5 separate regions of the Zea mays genome follow, and all the other regions are linked to region 3. Evidence: chromatin contacts called from public Hi-C data. All regions are on one chromosome and are shown on one strand. Each heading gives the region's core, a stretch centred on a gene start, on an enhancer-like site or on the middle of the called end of the contact. The rest is flanking DNA. Distances are from core to core; before and after follow the strand shown.

Region 1 (3,423 bases), core at 403-2,902, 320 kb before region 3:
GAGGCGGGGGCATGGTTGTGCCTAGTCTACACTATTGCCTTAAGGATTAGTAGAGAGTAGAGATTATTGGATATTCAATTTATAAAAGACTTTTATTTAATATTTAAAAGTTTATAAGATGAGAAGTATAAAATATAACCATAAACATTAACCGTTACTTGTGTCTTCTAAGAAATCACCATATCGAATGTATATTGTCCTCAAAACCCTACCCTGTCGTGCAAGCATGGCGAGGTTAAGGCCCTGTTTGGAATTGTAGTATTTTTGCAGTTTTGAAATAATACTATGGTATTTGATGATACTATAGTATTGGAGCTCAAAAGGTGTTTGGTTTGTACAGTCAAAACTCAGTTTTAAATACCATGGTTTACCCAAAACTGTAGTATTTTTGGAGTTTTCGAAACTCCACTCAAGACCTCAGTTTTCTTCTCTTCTCTCTACATATACTTTGTTTTTCCAATAAAACCAAACAGATCTCGGTTTTGAGCAATACTGCAGTTTTACTGTGGTAAAGCAATACCGTAGTATTTATGTCATGTACAATTGTAAACTATGGTATCTCAAAACTACAGTATTTTAAAACAGCATTTCCAAACAGGCCCTAAAAAGCTCAACGCCTCTAAAATCTAAATTGTCTATGCATTTTGATTGAGTCATTTATCACCGAGATACCCTGTAAGGTTTGCGCTTGCCACCAGAAATCATATATAAGATGATAACGAGCTCTAAATTTTACACTATAAAATTTAAGGATCGGATCGAATTAGGATAAACTTTATTTATATTCAATTTAACTAAAATTAATCAAGGGCTTAAATAATTTGTGAAAAAATTTGGATCATGGTTCATTACCACCTCTAGTCATATACTCTATCCTAAAATCTCTTAGGCTGCCTCCAACAAAAAGAAGCTAGGCATTCGATCTTTTGGCTGTTACTAATGATTTAGGTGGTCATCCAAATTGTGAGTGTATTCAACAGAGAAACCATTTTATCTTCTATATTTATACTAAATAGTACTGGTATTGGATTGGTGAATGGTGAGACTATTCTGTCATTGAAACAGGTATAAAATAGTTGCCCTCCTTGCTAGCATACAATTTAGGTTTTCTCTTTTATCTTATTCAAAATGGTTGCTCCTTTTGCCTTCCCTGGTGGACACGCTACACTACCTATGCGGCAACTATTTTGCTTTGGATGCCCATCTAGCTGACCTGTTGAAGTAAGCCTTATCAAAGAGTTAGAATTTTTAAAATTTAACTAAATATATACACAAAAGTACTAATATTTATCATATGAAGTAAGCATTGTCATATGATTATAAAGATCATGAAATTATTTTTATAATAAACTTATTTAGAGATATAAATATTGATATTATTTTTATATTAGCAGTTAAATTTAATAAAATCTATTTTTTGGGAAACGTAGTGTGCATTTATTTTGAAAGGATACAACATTGCTGATAGTTCGTCTCCCGATCCCGAATGCCGAATATGAGCATTTTCCTTTGATCGTGAAGGGATGTTCTTTAGTTCCCCGTCTGAACACGGGCCCGACGAATCGCTGGCCCAAACAAACCGGCCCATGTGATCCACACTCGCGATTTTGTGGGGTGGTTTGGTGGAACGGGAAAAAGGTCGAGTGCTGGTCAATTCAGGCGAGGCCGACGGGCTCGCAGCGCCCGCGGGGCATCCAAGAGCAGGAGGGGATAAAGCAGCCCTGCAGCAGCTCCCTCCTTCACAAGCGACGCGAAGCACCGAGGAGAGGCGGCGAGAGTTCTTGGTCGGCTAGATGGAAAAGGCGGGCCAGAAGCGGCGGCCGCTGACGGTGATGGCATCCTCATCGTCGCAGGTGGCAGCAGCGCGGGGCATGGGCATGACCAACCCACTGGCGGAGTGGACCGACCGCGTCAGGTCGCTGGAGGCCGGCGTGCGGGCGTGGCTAGCGAAGCAGCCCACCCACGTCGAGGCCGCCGTGGTCACGGCGGTCGGCGCCGTGCAGGGCGCCGCGCTCGGCGGGCTCATGGGCACGCTTGCGCCCGACGGCGGGGCCGCGCTTCCTGTGCCGCCGCCGCCGCCGGGGACCGACCCAAAGGTCTTGGCCTCCTTCAAGCAAGCGCAGGTACTGGCCTGAGGTCTCTATGCGCAACCGTTTTGCAGACTGAACTACCGAAACGCATCGTTTTAATTAATGTTATTATGAATTTCTTTAGAATCTTAAGAAATTGTTAACTGTTTTTTTCGTAATGGGGCACTGATAATCTCTGATATGAAATACGAACTGGCTTTATGGCATCTTTTTGTCGAGATGATATATTTTTAGTTTGCCCCGGAAGCAAGCAAACTCTATGTCTTTATTCAAAAACAAAAGCAAAATAGCTTCTTTTTTTTCTATGCATGTGATAACATTTTTCTTTAAGGACGAAAAGCGAATGCTCTTCTTTCGATATGAGTAAAAGTATCCCAGAGGGTCCCTTTGCACAGATTGGCCATTGCTTCTAAAGTCTAAACGCAATTGTCATACATCCAGGACAGACGAAAGGAAAATATCGTCCACTTCAAGCATTTTATTTAATGTTTAAATTTGAATTATAGGCTTTAGCGGGTGGACCCCTGGTGCAAGCACGAAACTTTGCGGTCATGACTGGTGCGAATGCTGGCATATCTTGTGTCATGAGAAGGATAAGAGGAGTGGAGGATGTCCAGGGCAGGTAAGCGTTTCTGGGTTCTGTTTAATTTACTCTTCTGTTATTATTTGCAAGTTTCCTTTATAAAAAAGAACAGTTGCAGGTCCCATGAGAGCTTTGATGTATGTTGTACATTGCACACCTTACTTCTATAGATGTTTAATATTCTCCCTGCCTGCCTCCAGTAGTCAATGACAACTAGCTTAACAATTAACCTTACTTATCTGTACTTTACAAGTTTTCTTTGTCCTGAGCTATGATGCAGCGCTAAGCATAGCAGGTCCCAAACCCTAGTAAAGGAAGAGGTTGTGATAGCTTTCAAACCAACGCTATACCTTGTCATCTTAATGGAGACGAAACCTGAAAGAAATCCGTTGGAGCGCAACTCTCCTAACGACGCGCCATATTGGAACCTGGATATGGTCTTAAATAAGAAAGGGTTGTGTCGCAACTTCCTTGGTGACGTGTCGTGTCATAATCTAAGCACTATGTCAAGTGAGCTGGGCACTATGTTAATTAGACGAGCCGGACTATGAAGTTATGTGAGAGAGTTAAAGCATTGTCTAGGAGAAATAATGGGAATCTCTATAAACCAATTTTGTTTTTATGTTCGGAAGGTCAACCATATAAGCTATTTTCTTAATAAGACAAGTGATTATATGGAACAAAAGAAGGACCTACACATGGTTTTTATTGATTTGGAGAAGGCTTACGACAAAATACCACAATACCAAG
Region 2 (3,463 bases), core at 233-2,732, 460 kb before region 3:
CAAGGTTCAAGGCAACAAAATGAAATTAAATGTACATCTAACTATCCAGACGATTACAAGAATTAAAGGGCTAAAATTAAACAAACCTTTTCAAGCCAGAGCACCAGACACGACAGAACGGAGCCGAGGTCCGAGGAGCAGCCGAGCAGAGCGACCAACGAGCAAGGACCAGCCGAGCACTAGAGAAAGTCGGACAACCGGACAGGTTAGAAGGAGGGCGAGAATGGGAGGAAAATGAAAACAGAACAAAATTATAGATGTCCAAGCAGCCAGCAGGGGCACTAGTGAGGCAGTGAGCCAGTGACCATACAAGGCGCGGAGCTGCGGACCGCCGGACCGGAGACAGTGACGAATCAGGAAGGGAAACACGCACCCGCACCGCACGGAGCACCAACCGACCAGCTGTCAAGCTACAACTCGATCCGAGGAGGCGAGGAGCAGGGGCACTAGTGAGGCAGTGAGCCAGTGACCATACAAGGCGCGGAGCCGCGGACCGCCGGACTGGAGACAGTGAAGAATCAGGAAGGGAAACACGCACCCGCACCGCACGGAGCACCAACCGACCAGCTGTCAAGCTACAACTCGATCCGAGGAGGCGAGGAGCAGGGGCACTAGTGAGGCAGTGAGCCAGTGACCATACAAGGCGCGGAGCCGCGGACCACCGGACCGGAGACAGTGAAGAATCAGGAAGGGAAACACGCACCTGCACCGCACGGAGCACCAACCGACCAGCTGTCAAGCTACAACTCGATCCGAGGAGGCGAGGAGCACCAGCCGACCAGCGAGGAGCACCAACGATGAACGAGCATCACCAATCACCAGATCCGAATGGGATTAGGGTGAGGGTTAGGAATAGGGAGACAGAGGGAGGGAGGATAGGGAGTCAGGGAGCACCAGAGACGTCGGAGGTGGTGAGCCGTCGGCCGTCGACGGTGGGAGGAGGCACCGAGGCAGGCACCGAGGCGACGTCGCGACGCGGAGGCAGAGCCGAGAGGAAGAAAATCGCCAAGCACAGCCGTACGAAGACGAAGTCGGGACAGGGGCGGTAGAACTGGGGCTGGCTGGCTGCCTGGGCAGGGTCGCGGGGATTTGGATTAAGTTTGTGAGATGGGGCGCGGGCTGAGAACGAGCCGATCCATTATCCGTACCGAGCCGTGCCAAAGCACGTGGGCCGCATATGGCGTCCAAGCCCAGCACGCGGATCGGACCGTGCTAGTCCGGACACGATCTTAACCGGGCCGTGACCGGGCTAAAAACTTGCCGGACTTCGGGCTAAACAGGCAGCCGCGCTGTTTGGACATGTATAGTTGGAGTGGGTGTGGTGTGCGCGATGCGCTGCGGGATGGTGTGCAGAGAAAGGCAAACGGGAACGGATCGGACGATCCGCACGCCGCATCGGTTGCATCGTGCGGCTCCCGTTTCGCGGCAGTCGTTACGAGGCGGAGTCGCCGCACGCCCTCCGCTTTCCGAGTGACAGCCGCACTCGGCCCTCGTAGCTGGTGGTTGAAGCGGGAGACGCAACGAGAAAAAATCCGTACGGTTAAAGTTGTGGCAGGAGGAGTGGGGGCGCGGGAGAGATGATAAGGATGGCGGCAGCGTCTCAGCCGCCATCGTCAGCCTTGCGGATGCACGGGTGCGGCGGCGCGGCTTCTGCGTCGTCCGCGCCCGTGCGCCTCTTCACGGAGTCGCGGGGTAGAGTCGTGGCGTCGATTGGGAGGGGCAGGAGGCGGAGGCGCGCCATCTCGTGCTGCTCGTCTCCAGACGCAGATGGCCCTCGCCCCGCCGCGCCACCGACCTCCGCAGCGCCTTCCGACGGGTCGATACAGCTCTATTCCCAGATCGAGAGGTAGGCAGTGGATCATTCTGTGGTTTTATCTGTTCTTCTCGAACCTTGGCGCCGGTCTTATCTCACTGCGGAGGGGACGGCGCGTAGGGTAATCACGGAGGCGGCAAAGCAGTCCCGGGAAGGCTGGGGTTCGACTGGAGATTGGACCGAAGTCGAGGTGCGTTTCGGTGGCTCTAGCCTTCACTACAGTTGCGTTCTGTGTTTATAACTTTATCCGGATTGTATTGATTATTAGTGCTGATTGTTATGCTAGGGATCATGGGTGTTGAGACCGAAGTCCTTGGAGCCATCATTTGTTGTCCACTTTGTTGGAGGAATTTTTGTCGGAGCCGCTCCCCAGATCACATACCGCTTCTTCCTCGAGTGTCTCGCGAACAGGTATGTTTAAAAGCAGTGTCAAACCACCCAAGTTTGTTTCCTATGAGCTATTTTATTATTTTGGATGATTAAGCTTTGTGATCTTCTTGTCATCGAGGAAGAGTAATATCTGAACTTTATGAAAAGTACAGAGAGTTAGCTCAACTTTCGCACCTGGGTTGTACAGTTGTACTTCCATGTGTTTTGAGCTTGTTTTCTCAAACAAAGCATTGCCAAACGAATGTCCTGAAACGATGGAGCATACTGCTAAACTAATATTCTCACTTGTTCATGTGAGCTTTAAGGAGTACTCCTATGTTTGTTCATCTATGAATAAAAAATACAGATAACTCTGTCATTACCTGACTACTGATCTAATCCAATTCCTTCCATTATGACTTATACAGTTGCTTCCCTATTTCCACTGCAAAAATGCTCATTTATCTTTTCGTTTTCTAGGGGAGCTTTGGTGATTGCTACACCTTATGCGAGCGGCTTTGACCATTTCTTCATTGCAGATGAAGTTCAATTTAAGTTTGACAGGTGTTTGAGAAACTTGGATGAGCCTGTAAGTAAAACTATCTGCTTAATAAATCAGGATTCTGTCCATTGTACTAAGTATATGAAATTTTAAACAGGTAAATGATCTCCCAACGTTTGGTGTTGGACATTCATTGGGATCTGTTATCCACATGTTGATTGGTAAGACACATCTATTTCCAATTCCTGTTTATGAAATATTCTCCTTTTGTCCTTTTCTTTTTGCTACAATTATATAATTTGTCTTCCTAATGGTTTGTACTCCAGGATCAAGATATGCTGTGCAGCGAAGTGGAAATGTACTGATGTCCTTTAACAACAAGGTATGTTTTTGCATATCTTGCCATTCATCCTACTCCTACCTATTGGAATATAAGTGAATTGTCCACTTCTCCCCCATCATGTTAAGCTTTTGGGTTGATCTGGTCAGTATATGCAATGCAACTCAATATGGTATCAAGGTCAGATGTCTCTAGCTTGAATCCTGATTAGCGCAATTAAATAAAAATAATTGTTGCTCGAACCTATTCCACGTTGAGGTCTGAGGGGGTCTCCACGTGAGGGAGATTGTTAGAATATAAGTAAATTCTCGGTTTCCCCATCAACTTAAGCTTTAGGGTTGAACTGGTCAGTGCATGCAACTCAACTTAAGCTTTAGGGTTGAACTCGGTTTCCCCATCCAGGTGTGGCTATGGTTACTATTTCTTTAGCTACATGCCT
Region 3 (3,607 bases), core at 59-2,558:
CGCGTGGTGTGCCGAGCGGTGCCTCTTTTGCCATGTGATGGGCCGGGAGCGCTGGCATCTGCAGTACGCGAGCGTGGTGTCCGTCCCTTCCCACGCGCGCGACCCGCTAGGCAGCCAGTCGCGTCTGTTTTGGCCAGCCTTTGGGTAATGGTTGGGGTAGCTAGTTCACAGTTCATGATCGTCGTTGGGGTCGGTGGCTCGGTGCACCGCGTCATCAGGGCCAGTGGAGTGGAGCCTGGAACAAGTCCCGGAACCGCGGCCCGACGCCACGAGCTGGGGTGGTTCCACCCGTCGCACCGCCGGGCGGCGGGTGCGCGTGCGCCTGTTCCTCCACATGTATCGGCACAAAGGGCAGTTGGGCAAAGCCAACACCGTAAACCATAAACCACGGGGTTTTCTTGCTTGGCCCGCGACGGGTTCGGGGAGCCCACACGAGACGCGGGAATCGTTCGGATGCGTGAGCTAAAGGCCAGGGTACCTCGTCGCCATGCGGCGACGGATCAAAAGTTCGAAACGCATCCCTCCCCGTCCCCGTGGTGTGCCCCGTCCGGCAGCTTCATGTGAGCCACACATGTCATGACGCGAGCAGAGCAGGCCCGGTCAACAAGCTTTGAAAGGCTCTGGAGAAAGATATGATCTTGCTGCTTGCTCTTCCTGTCGTGGCGCCGGCCAGATGCCCAGAGACGTGTGGCGCAGAGCTGCTAGGCGTACGATCGCACCCACCGCCACCGGCAACCGACAGAGAGCATCCTCTGCCCTGCAGCGTAGATCGTGTGGCCTCATATGGGTGTCCTAACCAGCCCACTCGTACGATCGACCTCTCGGCCTTCGTCTCCTGAGGCTACTAGCTTGGCAACAACAGTGTCGGTGTCAAGCCAAAACACAGCGCAGCTACAAGGCTCGAGCTCGATGGAGCGACGACGGTCGACGGACTGCGACACGGCGGCAACGGACAAAAGTCTTCTAGGCTCCGACACCATGAAATAAAGAGGACTGCGAAAACGCAGATCAGTCAAGATCCAGTGATAAAGCCTAGATTGAAGTCTCTCGGACGGATGCAAAAGTGGAGCAACCTGGATTTAGATGTTAGTGTCACGTCACCCCTTCTATCCTGTCAGGGAGAACGACTCCTCCCTCCACAACCACGAGATGATCTTGAACCAGTGGCACAGTGTGGCTGTGTGCACGACTCGACGTTCCCAATTTTCCCCAGTCCAGTCCATGCTCCACGGCACAAGTGTCGATGGGCACACATGGACCAAATCTGATTGGATCCCTGGGGGCGCCTCCTGCTACAGCAGATGGTCCCGTCTCCCGATTCATCAGATCCCGACGCCCCCACCGACGCCGTTCACTGTTCCCTCCGTCCAAAAATAAATCCAGCGTAGAAACTTGAAAGATGAATAAAACTGCTCCTACGAAACGTTCGCCTGAAACCCACACAGGTGCTGCGGATGGGGAAGAAGCATAGGTTCTCAAAGCCTGAACGGCGCGCGGTACGGACGGATTGACCCTTATCACTTTTCCCCCCATCTTTTTTCATTTCGTTGACGATTCTACTACTATAGATCCTATTTTACTAATGAGTTTGGAATAAATCCTAAACTGTAAACGTGTCGTCTATTCTAGGCTGGGGGCATCGGTTGCGTCTGCGTGTGCTCGTCCGATCGATCGAAGTGACACCCATGTTGGTATGCAGGCGCATGATACGTCTACTCGACCTGCTGGCCTAGCCGAATGCGTTCTCTTAAAATAACGAGCATCATCTCTGTTTTTATTTCCTTTTTTTTGAGATTGTTTGTTGTTTGAGTGGAGCACGGCATGGCTTGACCAATAGGGCAAGCTTGGTTACTCAATCACCACTACGCGATAGGTGACATGGTACTGGTAGAAGAAGCTAGGCAATTCTGCCCAGGGACACGGTAGCTAGGCTAGGCGGTTAGGTCCCCGTCGCTTTGAAGCTCTTGCTTTGGTGATTCACCTCTCCACCTACTGAGTTCCTCGCCATGTTTGGACAACAGAGAAGTTCGTTTTTTTTCTACCGCGCGCGACATTGATTGCAACGGCCGTGGAGTTGCGTAGACGGCATAGATGAAGTCACCGACTGAAAAAATTGTAGATTTAATTACTGCTCTGCGTCATGACTCATGAATCGGTTCAGTGGATCCTGGCTCAGTACTCATCACTATTCACTAGTGCGTGCTTGCGACGGAACATGCAGCACGTAGTGCTAGGCCACTTGCATCGTCACGCAATGCTACTTGCATCGTTACGCAATGTTCTTGGCGTTGCCACACTTCTATCCGATTGTGTTGTTGCCTATGCCGACGGTATATTGGCATTTCATTTCATTATCCCCCGATTAGAATATTTTCCTTTCGATCGTGAAATGCATTTGGAGCCCGGGCCGGGATCTGATGCCACACCACCATATATGCAGCGTGAAGTTTTCTTTTCGTTTTTTTTTCTCGAATATGTAACGTGAAGTTGTTATCACTTTTCATCGAATAATCGTTTCTGCATTTTTATAACTATGCGTGTTTTTTGATATAAAAATTAGAGGATATTCAGGAACCACCAATTTAACAGTGAAAAATAATATTTGGCAGTGGAACCCGCATATTCTAGTTTCTTTGGTCCCTAGATTTTTACCAAGCGTATCGTTATCGATCCGTGTTATGTACACTGATAACCTACTAGAAGGTAGAATCTATTTTTAATCATAGTACATGCACACACATATATATAAATGCATATTTATCTCCATAAATGCATATAAGGTTATCTCGAGCAGCTTATTTATATCTTTTATTTTAAACTTTACAGTGTAATTTATAGTGCAAATCAATATTTTGCACGACCATATGACCTAATCACTCTACTTATCAAGCAATAATGTTTTGTTGGTTCTCTGTCTCTTTCATTGAAATAAACACTTGATTAAAATTCAGACAGAAGTAAAACAGAAGTTTTTTTTCCTGTTGCAGCTGATGATCATCGTGGATGACGCCGGGTCATTCATTCCGGCGATGAACCACTCCCCCTGGGATGGCGTAACAGTGGCCGACTTCGTCATGCCTTTCTTCCTCTTCATCGTCGGAGTCGCCCTGGCGCTCGCGTACAAGGTAGTACACGCCGGCAAAAGCGAGATGCCGATGTCTGTTTCTCCCTTCGTTTCTGAAACCGTCAACAGTGACCTCTACGACTCGCTGATACCTAACGATTGCGTCACCTTATGAATTTGTTTTACAGAGAGTCCCGGACAAGTTGGACGCCACGAAAAAGGCAGTGCTCCGTGCACTGAAGCTGTTTTGTCTTGGTCTTGTCCTACAAGGTATGATGGCTGCTATTTTTCTTGAACTGACGAAAAGGCACTTGTGGAGATAAAATGTGTTTGATGCCTTTTTTCTGCACTACACAGGTGGTTTTTTTCATGGTGTTCGCAGTCTAACTTTTGGTGTCGACCTTCAAGAAATACGTCTGATGGGTATACTTCAGGTATATGGAACGCATCCTTTTGGTTTGAGCTATATATTTGTCCTCTGATTGACAATATAAAATTGGTGTTTGGTAAGTACGTAACTGATGCCTTGTATTCTTGTTTGCA
Region 4 (3,643 bases), core at 554-3,053, 270 kb before region 3:
ACCTGCATATATTTGGGAGCTAACTAAAGATTGCATATCGACAAAAAAAATCAACATTCAGTGATTTATATTGGACAAGCCAGAAGACCTGCTTTGCGTACTTCACGAAGTAAACTAGTAATCCTGGCTTCCAGTTCACCCCTTTCTTTTGCACCAGCCATAAGTAGAGCAACATCCAATGATAATATACGTTTTCCCTGTAAAATTATGTAAATGAGTGGTAACTATTAACCACAGTTGTTGCTCAATACTTTACAGCATGATTGGGATTCTGGTTATCCATCACTGGATCTTACCACAAGGAAGATAGGAACATCACCATTAGCAATTTTGAGAGCTAAGCCCTCAGCAATAGCTGTTTTACCAACACCTGCTTCACCCAACAGAATAGGATTGTTCTTTGTTCGCCGGCATATAATCTGAACTACTCTTTCGATCTCCTCCTTGCGACCAATAACAGGATCAATTAATCCTCCACTTGCTCGCATAGTCAAATCCACACAAAACTGAGCTAGTGCACTCTTCTCTGAAATGACAAATAAAACAAGTCAATTTATACAATCAGCTCTACCACCAAGAATAGTGGAATAAACTCCAATAAAGAAGTTCAACCTCTGACCTTTCTTTTTATTTGAATACTTGACAATTGCAGACTTGCCAGCTCCCGCGGCAGACCTCTCACGTACTTTGAAAGAAGATAACCCCACTGGCTCTCTGCCATCTTTGGCAAGCTCTCCTTGGACACGTTTAAGTGCCTGTTTTGCTAGCTGACTTGGATCTGCTCCTAAGCTACACCGGATGCAGTGGACCAGTAAATCACACTAATAATGAAAAGCAAAACAGGGAGGTTTTATCTACTTTTGTCTACGACAAACACAAGTTTCTTTTGAGAATTTGATCAACTGCATCCAGCCGTTGCTACTGGTTGGTAGCTGTTACATTTCCAGCTGCCATGCTGCTGAATTTGGTATGTTGCTTGTTGTCACCTGATTGCTCTAGTCGCAAGTAACTAAATGCATTTGTTGTCACACTCCAAATGAACCTGATTGCTTACTTATCAAGTTATTAGGCACTGACAAAGGTTGGTGTCTTGTTGCTAATTAGCCATATTATTGTGATTTATATACCACTGACCAAAAACGATGGAAAATAGCAGAGAGTTTCTTAACCGAGTGGAGTATGGAACAGAAGATGACCACCAACCTCTTGAGGATTCTGTTGGTGGTGGGATCGTCCAGGTCGAAGAGGCCGAGAGCAATGTGCTCCGGCGAGATGAAGTTGCAGCCAATGTTCCTGGAGAACTCGACGGCGGCCTCGAAGACCCGCTTGCTTGCAGCCGAGAATGGCACGTCCGTGGCCAGCCCGGTGGCCGCTTGCGCAGGCCCGGCCTTACCCAGGGCGTCGCGGCACGCCTCTCGCGCGCGCTCGACGCGGAGGCCGGAACCGAGGAACCCCACGAGGGTCCGGTCCTCGGCAATGAGGCCCAGCAGCAGGTGGTGCGGCGCAACAGTGTCGTCCCCCATCCCGCGCGCCTCCCGCTGCGAGAACACCACCGCCTTCACCGCCCGCTCCGTGAACCGCTCGAACACCGCCCTGATGACGCCCGGTCCGCGCCGCCGCGGGACCGCGGTGGCCAGCATCACCGCGGAGACGCGCAGCGGGCGCGCCGGCGTCCTCCCTCCCGCCGCCGCGGGGATACGACGGCGGAGGGCTACGTCCGGCGCGGCGGCGAGGATGGACGCCGACGGCGCCGATGAGGACGAGCAGCAGCACGCCTCCATCGCCCGATTGTCCCCTTTTCCCCTCTTCGATCAGTTCGGTGTATGATTGTATGCTTCTTTCAATTATATGCTTCTCCTACCTTCTTCAAGGCGTGGATGTAAAGCGGCACGCAATCGAATATAGAAAAATATATCGGTTAGTTGCGCCGTGCGCCGCTGCTTGGGATCGAGAATCGAGTGGAGTGGGAGAGGGAACTGAGGAAGTGGAAGCGGCAGCGGCACGCAAGGAAGGTGGGGAGGATGGGGGAACCGGTGCGGGGACAGATGATCGGAAACGCGATGCGGTGCGATAGGCGAAGAAAGGGATTTTTCAGAGGAGGGCTTCGATTCCACCGCTCCGACCGCACGCCACCGCGCTGGGCGTTCTTCGCCGGTCGGGCTCGGGTCCGGAGCGCGCGGCGCGCCTGCCAGCGCGGGGCCTATCCGAACGGGTGTCTGCGTGTGTGGACTGAGACGCGTTCCGTGGCTGCGTCGCACAGGCCGGGGGCCGGCCGTGCAATGCGGCGGGATGTTTTTAAACAACCCTTCGCTCCCAAACGTAGTACAAAGGCTACTTTAAAAATACTCTCTCTTTATTTTATTTATTTATCGTGTTTTGTTTAAAAATATAAATATTCGAGAATAAAATATAAAAAATAATAATTTATAGAGTGAACCGTTCCTTTACTATTTTATTACATTGTATGATAGAGGTCCTATATTCATAGAAAGAAACACTACTACAGTAAACCTCTGTACAGGCGGTCCGGTTAGCCTCTACACAGGCGGTTCCAGGAACCGCTTGTGGTGCACCGACTGTGATGTAAAACAACATCACAGGCGGTCAATCGAAAACCGCTTGTGATAGACACATATCACAGGCGGTCCGGTTGAAAAGAACCGCCTGTGATAGAAACACATCACAGGCGGTCCAGTTTAAAAGAACCGTCTGTGACAGACACACATCACATGCGGTTTTAAATATAAGTCCGACTGTATTTCAATATACAGATTTCAGATTCATATTTAGATTCCAGATTCATATACAGAATTAATAACAGATTCAACACACAGATTCAAACACATATTCCATACACAGATTCATAATACACAGATTTCATACACAGATTTATATCTATCAAGTTCCATAACAGGTTCTATACACATATTCATCCATCATACACAGATTTATACACATATCAAGTTGCATAACAACTCAACATCTCAAAGTTCCATAGACAACTAAACATCTAAAGTTTATAACTAAAGATTTAAACACTCTGTGATATCGTGTACAAACTTAGTTCTGGGAATTGTTGCAAATTTCCATTTGTATTGTAGAATAGCCTTTGTTGATGAAGAACTTCACGACGCATAAAGTAAAGCAAGTCTTTTATAACCTTAGCCACCCCGACGGAAACCATATCTCTTTCTAACCATTCAGCATTGATCTTGGATTTAGGAACCTGCAATGAAAGCAAAAAGCAAGCAGTACTAAGAGTAATGTGATGAGCAACAATATAACATAAAAATTACAACATAGACAATGATAGCGAACTTACATCCTCACGATTGACCATGTAATGAAAGGTGACACGACATCATTCGCATACATAATAACCGCACAGGGCAGTACCCGGAGGTTGTTTATCACAATATGGAAATAATGATATTGACAAATTAGGCTTGTCCTCTGGATGTTCGCCGCCAAGACCTTTCCAATAAAAACGGTATGCACTGCATATAAGAATAGCATTGTGAGATTAAGAATACATTTGTTAAGTTGTAATAAGTACAAGTGTGCAATAATAATCATACTTATCTAAAATCTTCAAGAAGTCATTATACGTAGCCTTTTCCATTCTCAGTGAGTCGAAGACCAC
Region 5 (3,854 bases), core at 1,014-3,513, 360 kb after region 3:
AAATCAACACTAATTAAAACCTAAGCAAGAGCCCAACTTCACCCCAACAACTAGCACTAAGAGAATAATACTAGAAATACAACAATGCTAAGACAATACTTCAAATACTTGCTAAACAAATACACAATGTAAAATGCTTGAATTAAGTGCAGAATGTAAAGCAAGGTTTAGAAGACTCCTCCAATTTTTTCCGAGGTATCGAAGAGTCGGCACTCTCCACTAGTCCTCGTTGGAGCACCCGCGCAAGGGTATCGCTCCACCTTGGTCCTCGCAAGAACCAAGTGCTCGCTACGAGATGATTCTTTTCCACTCCGGCGCGGTGGAACCCTCACGACCGCTTACAAACTTGAGTCGGGTCACCAACAAGATCTCCACGGTGATCACCGAGCTCCCAACGCCACCAAGCCGTCTAGGTGATGCCGATCACCAAGAGTAACAAGTCGTAGACTTTTGCTTGACCAAGAGAAGCCTAATGCAAGTGGTGTGTGCTCTAGGTGGCTCTCGCTAACGCTAATGAGGTTCAAATGCGGGATTACAATTCTCTAATCACCTCACTAGGCTTTTGGTGCTTGCAATGCTCTACCAATGTGCAGGAATAAATGTGGGCAACAAGACATTGAATATGGTGGGTGGAGGGTGTATAAATAGCCCTCACCTATCAACTAGCCGTTACCAGCATTGTTCTGCGCATGGGCGCACCGGACAGTCCGGTGCGCCACCGGTGCGCCAACGGTCGACTCCAACGGTTAGTTCTGACAACTAGCCGTTGGGCAGATGGCACACCGGACAGTGAACAGTCACTGTCCGGTGCGCTGTCCTGTGCGCCACTATAATTCAACTCGTGAACCTTGCGCTCTCGTGTTTCTGCGCGGGGAAACCCCTGGGCCCACCTGACAGAGGGCGCATCGGACAGTCCGGTACACACCGGACAGTCCGGTGCCCCAAGGCCAGAAACCCTAACTTCTATTTTCTTCTGTTTTTCAAATAGGTTTTCGTTCTAACTTGTGAGTATGTTCTAGAGTGTCACCTTGCACTATATGGGAGTGTGAATATGCACCAACACTACACTAGAACTCTCTTGGTCAAACTACTCATCGACAACCCCTCTTTATAGTACGGCTAAAACAAAATAAAAGACCTAACTATATCACGAGTGTCCGCAACTCCTTGACACTCGGAATACGAAGACCTTCACTTTGTGTTTCGTCGATTTAGTCGTCGCTTCGAGTTCTTATCTCCGAGATTGTTTTCACCGTTGTAGTACATCTACCTGTAATGCGACCTAACTTACTATTTGACTGCAAAACACACATTAGTCACATATAACATTACGTTGTCATTAATCACTAAAGCCAACTAGGGGCCTAGATGCTTTCAAGTACTACATCGCTAGCTAAAGGAGAATAAGCGGTCGCGCTAACTATAAAAAGAGGTAGGTTTTCTATTCAACTCATATCTATCTCGACCTTTTGGATAAGATAAAATGTAATAGCTGCAATTTAATATCTGGTATGTGGGCCATACATATCCACTTTATTTTTAAATTTATTTTTTTGGGAGGATCCACTCTAATTTTAATTTTTTTTGTGGAGATGGTTCACTTTAATTTAATTTTATTTTTATGGAGATGGTCAATCACACCGACTGGCCACTGGACCATCACGTGTCATACAACTATTGCACCACTGTACCATCAAATATGATCGGTGTGCCGTCGTAACACACAGATATTCTAGTATTACTTAAGCATAAATGGAAATCGTAGCAACGTACGAGCACTTTGGTAGTTAATGTTTAGTAGTGTCCAAGAAATTGCAACAAGATGGCAAATTACCTAGCAAAACATGGGATGAGCGTGGTTAGCTTAGAATCCGTTGTTTTCATGAGCGAAATTCGTATCTTTGTTATCAGTCTAGTCTCTGGAGATATGTTTTGAAGGATATATGTTTTCTTGCAAGTACGAATAGATCATACTTTTGTTTCTCCACACTCTTCCTACCCTTCTTTTTGAGCGCACGAGTGCACGACGCATGATTAACTTGCTCCGTTCTCGTCATTTTGCATATATCCACGCATGCTACCGTACCAACAAGAGGAAATCTTTGCTTCCTTCCAATGGACCACCATCTTTATGCCTCGCAATTGTGAACTCGCGAAAAGAAACAAATCTGTCCCATATGCACGACGGCGCCACGACAAACGAGCTAGCGTCGTCGCTGGCTGGCTTCGATATGTACGTACGTACTCCTCCGCGCGCCACGCTCTTGGCGCGCCACGGCTACCCGTCCCGTCATCGGACACCGTCGCGCCGCCAGCCCGCCACCGCGCACGCCCGCATCGCCTATAAATTCTTGCACCGATCCGCACACACACGCACAAGCCAAACGTGCAGCTGAGGAATCGCAACGGCAGTGACGTGTGCGCGTTGCCAAATAAAGCTACTATACTAGTCACCGCTCGATTGCCGTCGCAGCCGCCCGCCGGCCGGAGATGGGTGCGCCGGCGCTGTCGTCCGTCGTCGTGGTGGCCACGGCGGCAGTGGTTTGCCTGTGCGGGGCCTTTGCGCAGGCGCAGGACATGGACAGCGAGTGGGCGCGGCCGGCCTACCGCGGGTTCTTCGGCGCCCCGGCCGGGTCGCTGCTGCCGCAGTCGGACGTGGACCTGCTGGAGTTCCCGCTGAACCTGGAGTACCTGGAGACGGAGTTCTTCTGCTGGTCCGCTCTGGGGTACGGCCTCGACGCCATCGACGCCAACCTCACCGGCGGCGGGCCGCCCTCCATCGGCGGCCAGTCCGCGTCCCTCACCCCGTTCATCCGCGACGTGGCCACCCAGTTCTGTTACCAAGAAGTCGGGCACCTCAGGTAACAACTGAACAGCCGACACAGCAACAGCCTGAGAACGGAATTGCAGATGGTAGTCAATGTTGTGACCGCCCCTGACCGGCCATGCAGGGCGATCAAGCAGACGGTGAGGGGCTTCCCGAGGCCGTTGCTGGACATCAGCGCGGCCAACTTCGGCAAGATCATCGAGCAAGCGCTGAACGCGACGCTGGACCCGCCCTTCGACCCCTACGAGAACAGCCTCAACTTCCTCGTCGCCTCCTACATCATCCCCTACGTCGGCCTCACCGGCTACGTCGGCGCCAACCCCAGGCTCCTCACCCCTCAGGCCAGAAAGGTAATTAAAGTGCATACGTACGCGCGTGCATCGCATGAACATTCTACTCGATCGTTGCCATCCCTCTCCTACCAGTCATGCTGTGTACCTGTGGCTGTGCCTGCCCTGTTGACGTGCTGTTGATATGCACTATCTGTGTGCGCAGCTGCTGGCGGGGCTGCTGGCGGTGGAGTCGGCGCAGGACGCGGTGATCCGTACGCTGCTGTACGAGCGCGGGATGGCGCGTGTGCCGAGCTATGCCGGCGGGGTGGCGGAGATCACGGCACGCATCTCGGACCTCCGGAACTCGCTGGGGAGGAGGGGCGTGAAGGACGAGGGCCTGGTGGTGGCGCCCGAGCTGGGGCCCGAGGGGCTGACCGTGGGGAACATCATCGCCGGCGACCACCTGTCGCTCGCCTACGACCGCACGCCGGAGGAGATCCTCGGCATCGTGTACGGCACCGGTAACTCCGCCCAGCACGGCGGCTTCTTTCCCCAGGGCGCAGACGGCCGCATCGCCAGGGGTCTCCTCGCGTAGCGCATGGGTGAGTTGTGACCGTGCGCTGAGCAGTATGAATCCGTGCACGGCGCAGACTGTAGACTAGCTAGCAGTACTATACTTGTTTGTGAGTTGGTATGGTGTGGCCTTGAGTGCCTTGTGTAAACTGGGTGATATACATGAATGTAGGTGGAAACAA

The links. A called contact is a pair of places that touch in the nucleus more often than the background predicts.
Region 1: a contact with region 3 is called in a Hi-C map of endosperm, with 3 times the contacts expected there. The contact joins the promoter of LOC100284326 here to the promoter of LOC100193923 in region 3. A contact is called at or near these places in 3 of 25 Hi-C or Micro-C datasets (ear, endosperm and tassel).
Region 2: a Hi-C map of tassel shows a contact between it and region 3, with 2.5 times the contacts expected there. The contact joins the promoter of LOC100276346 here to the promoter of LOC100193923 in region 3. A contact is called at or near these places in 3 of 25 Hi-C or Micro-C datasets (bundle sheath, endosperm and tassel).
Region 4: a contact with region 3 is called in a Hi-C map of ear, with 2.5 times the contacts expected there. The contact joins the promoter of LOC100383428 here to the promoter of LOC100193923 in region 3. A contact is called at or near these places in 9 of 25 Hi-C or Micro-C datasets (bundle sheath, ear, endosperm and 3 more) and 1 of 3 datasets of contacts at active chromatin or transcription factors (leaf).
Region 5: a contact with region 3 is called in a Hi-C map of bundle sheath, with 2.2 times the contacts expected there. The contact joins the promoter of LOC100282997 here to the promoter of LOC100193923 in region 3. A contact is called at or near these places in 2 of 25 Hi-C or Micro-C datasets (bundle sheath and endosperm).

The regions. Positions count from the first base shown.
Region 1 is chr2:61,794,591-61,798,013 of Zm-B73-REFERENCE-NAM-5.0, forward strand. LOC100284326 reads left to right here and starts at 1,653. Exons shown (of 6, transcript NM_001367185.1): 1 at 1,653-2,123; 2 at 2,597-2,712. The coding sequence starts at 1,794.
Region 2 is chr2:61,645,900-61,649,362 of Zm-B73-REFERENCE-NAM-5.0, forward strand. LOC100276346 reads left to right here and starts at 1,483. Exons shown (of 11, transcript NR_175984.1): 1 at 1,483-1,846; 2 at 1,934-2,003; 3 at 2,100-2,224; 4 at 2,663-2,771; 5 at 2,842-2,905; 6 at 3,011-3,066.
Region 3 is chr2:62,110,358-62,113,964 of Zm-B73-REFERENCE-NAM-5.0, forward strand. LOC100193923 reads left to right here and starts at 1,309. Exons shown (of 12, transcript NM_001138995.1): 1 at 1,309-1,496; 2 at 2,988-3,125; 3 at 3,253-3,334; 4 at 3,422-3,498. The coding sequence starts at 1,455.
Region 4 is chr2:61,841,625-61,845,267 of Zm-B73-REFERENCE-NAM-5.0, forward strand. It overlaps LOC100383428 (Chaperone protein ClpD chloroplastic), which reads right to left and starts at 1,804. Exons shown (of 12, transcript NM_001176079.1): 1 at 1,204-1,804; 2 at 620-789; 3 at 297-526; 4 at 89-197; 5 at 1-2. The coding sequence starts at 1,781.
Region 5 is chr2:62,465,810-62,469,663 of Zm-B73-REFERENCE-NAM-5.0, forward strand. It overlaps LOC100282997 (desiccation-related protein PCC13-62), which reads left to right and starts at 2,264. Exons shown (of 3, transcript NM_001155901.2): 1 at 2,264-2,861; 2 at 2,952-3,177; 3 at 3,323-3,854. The coding sequence starts at 2,491. The coding sequence ends at 3,694.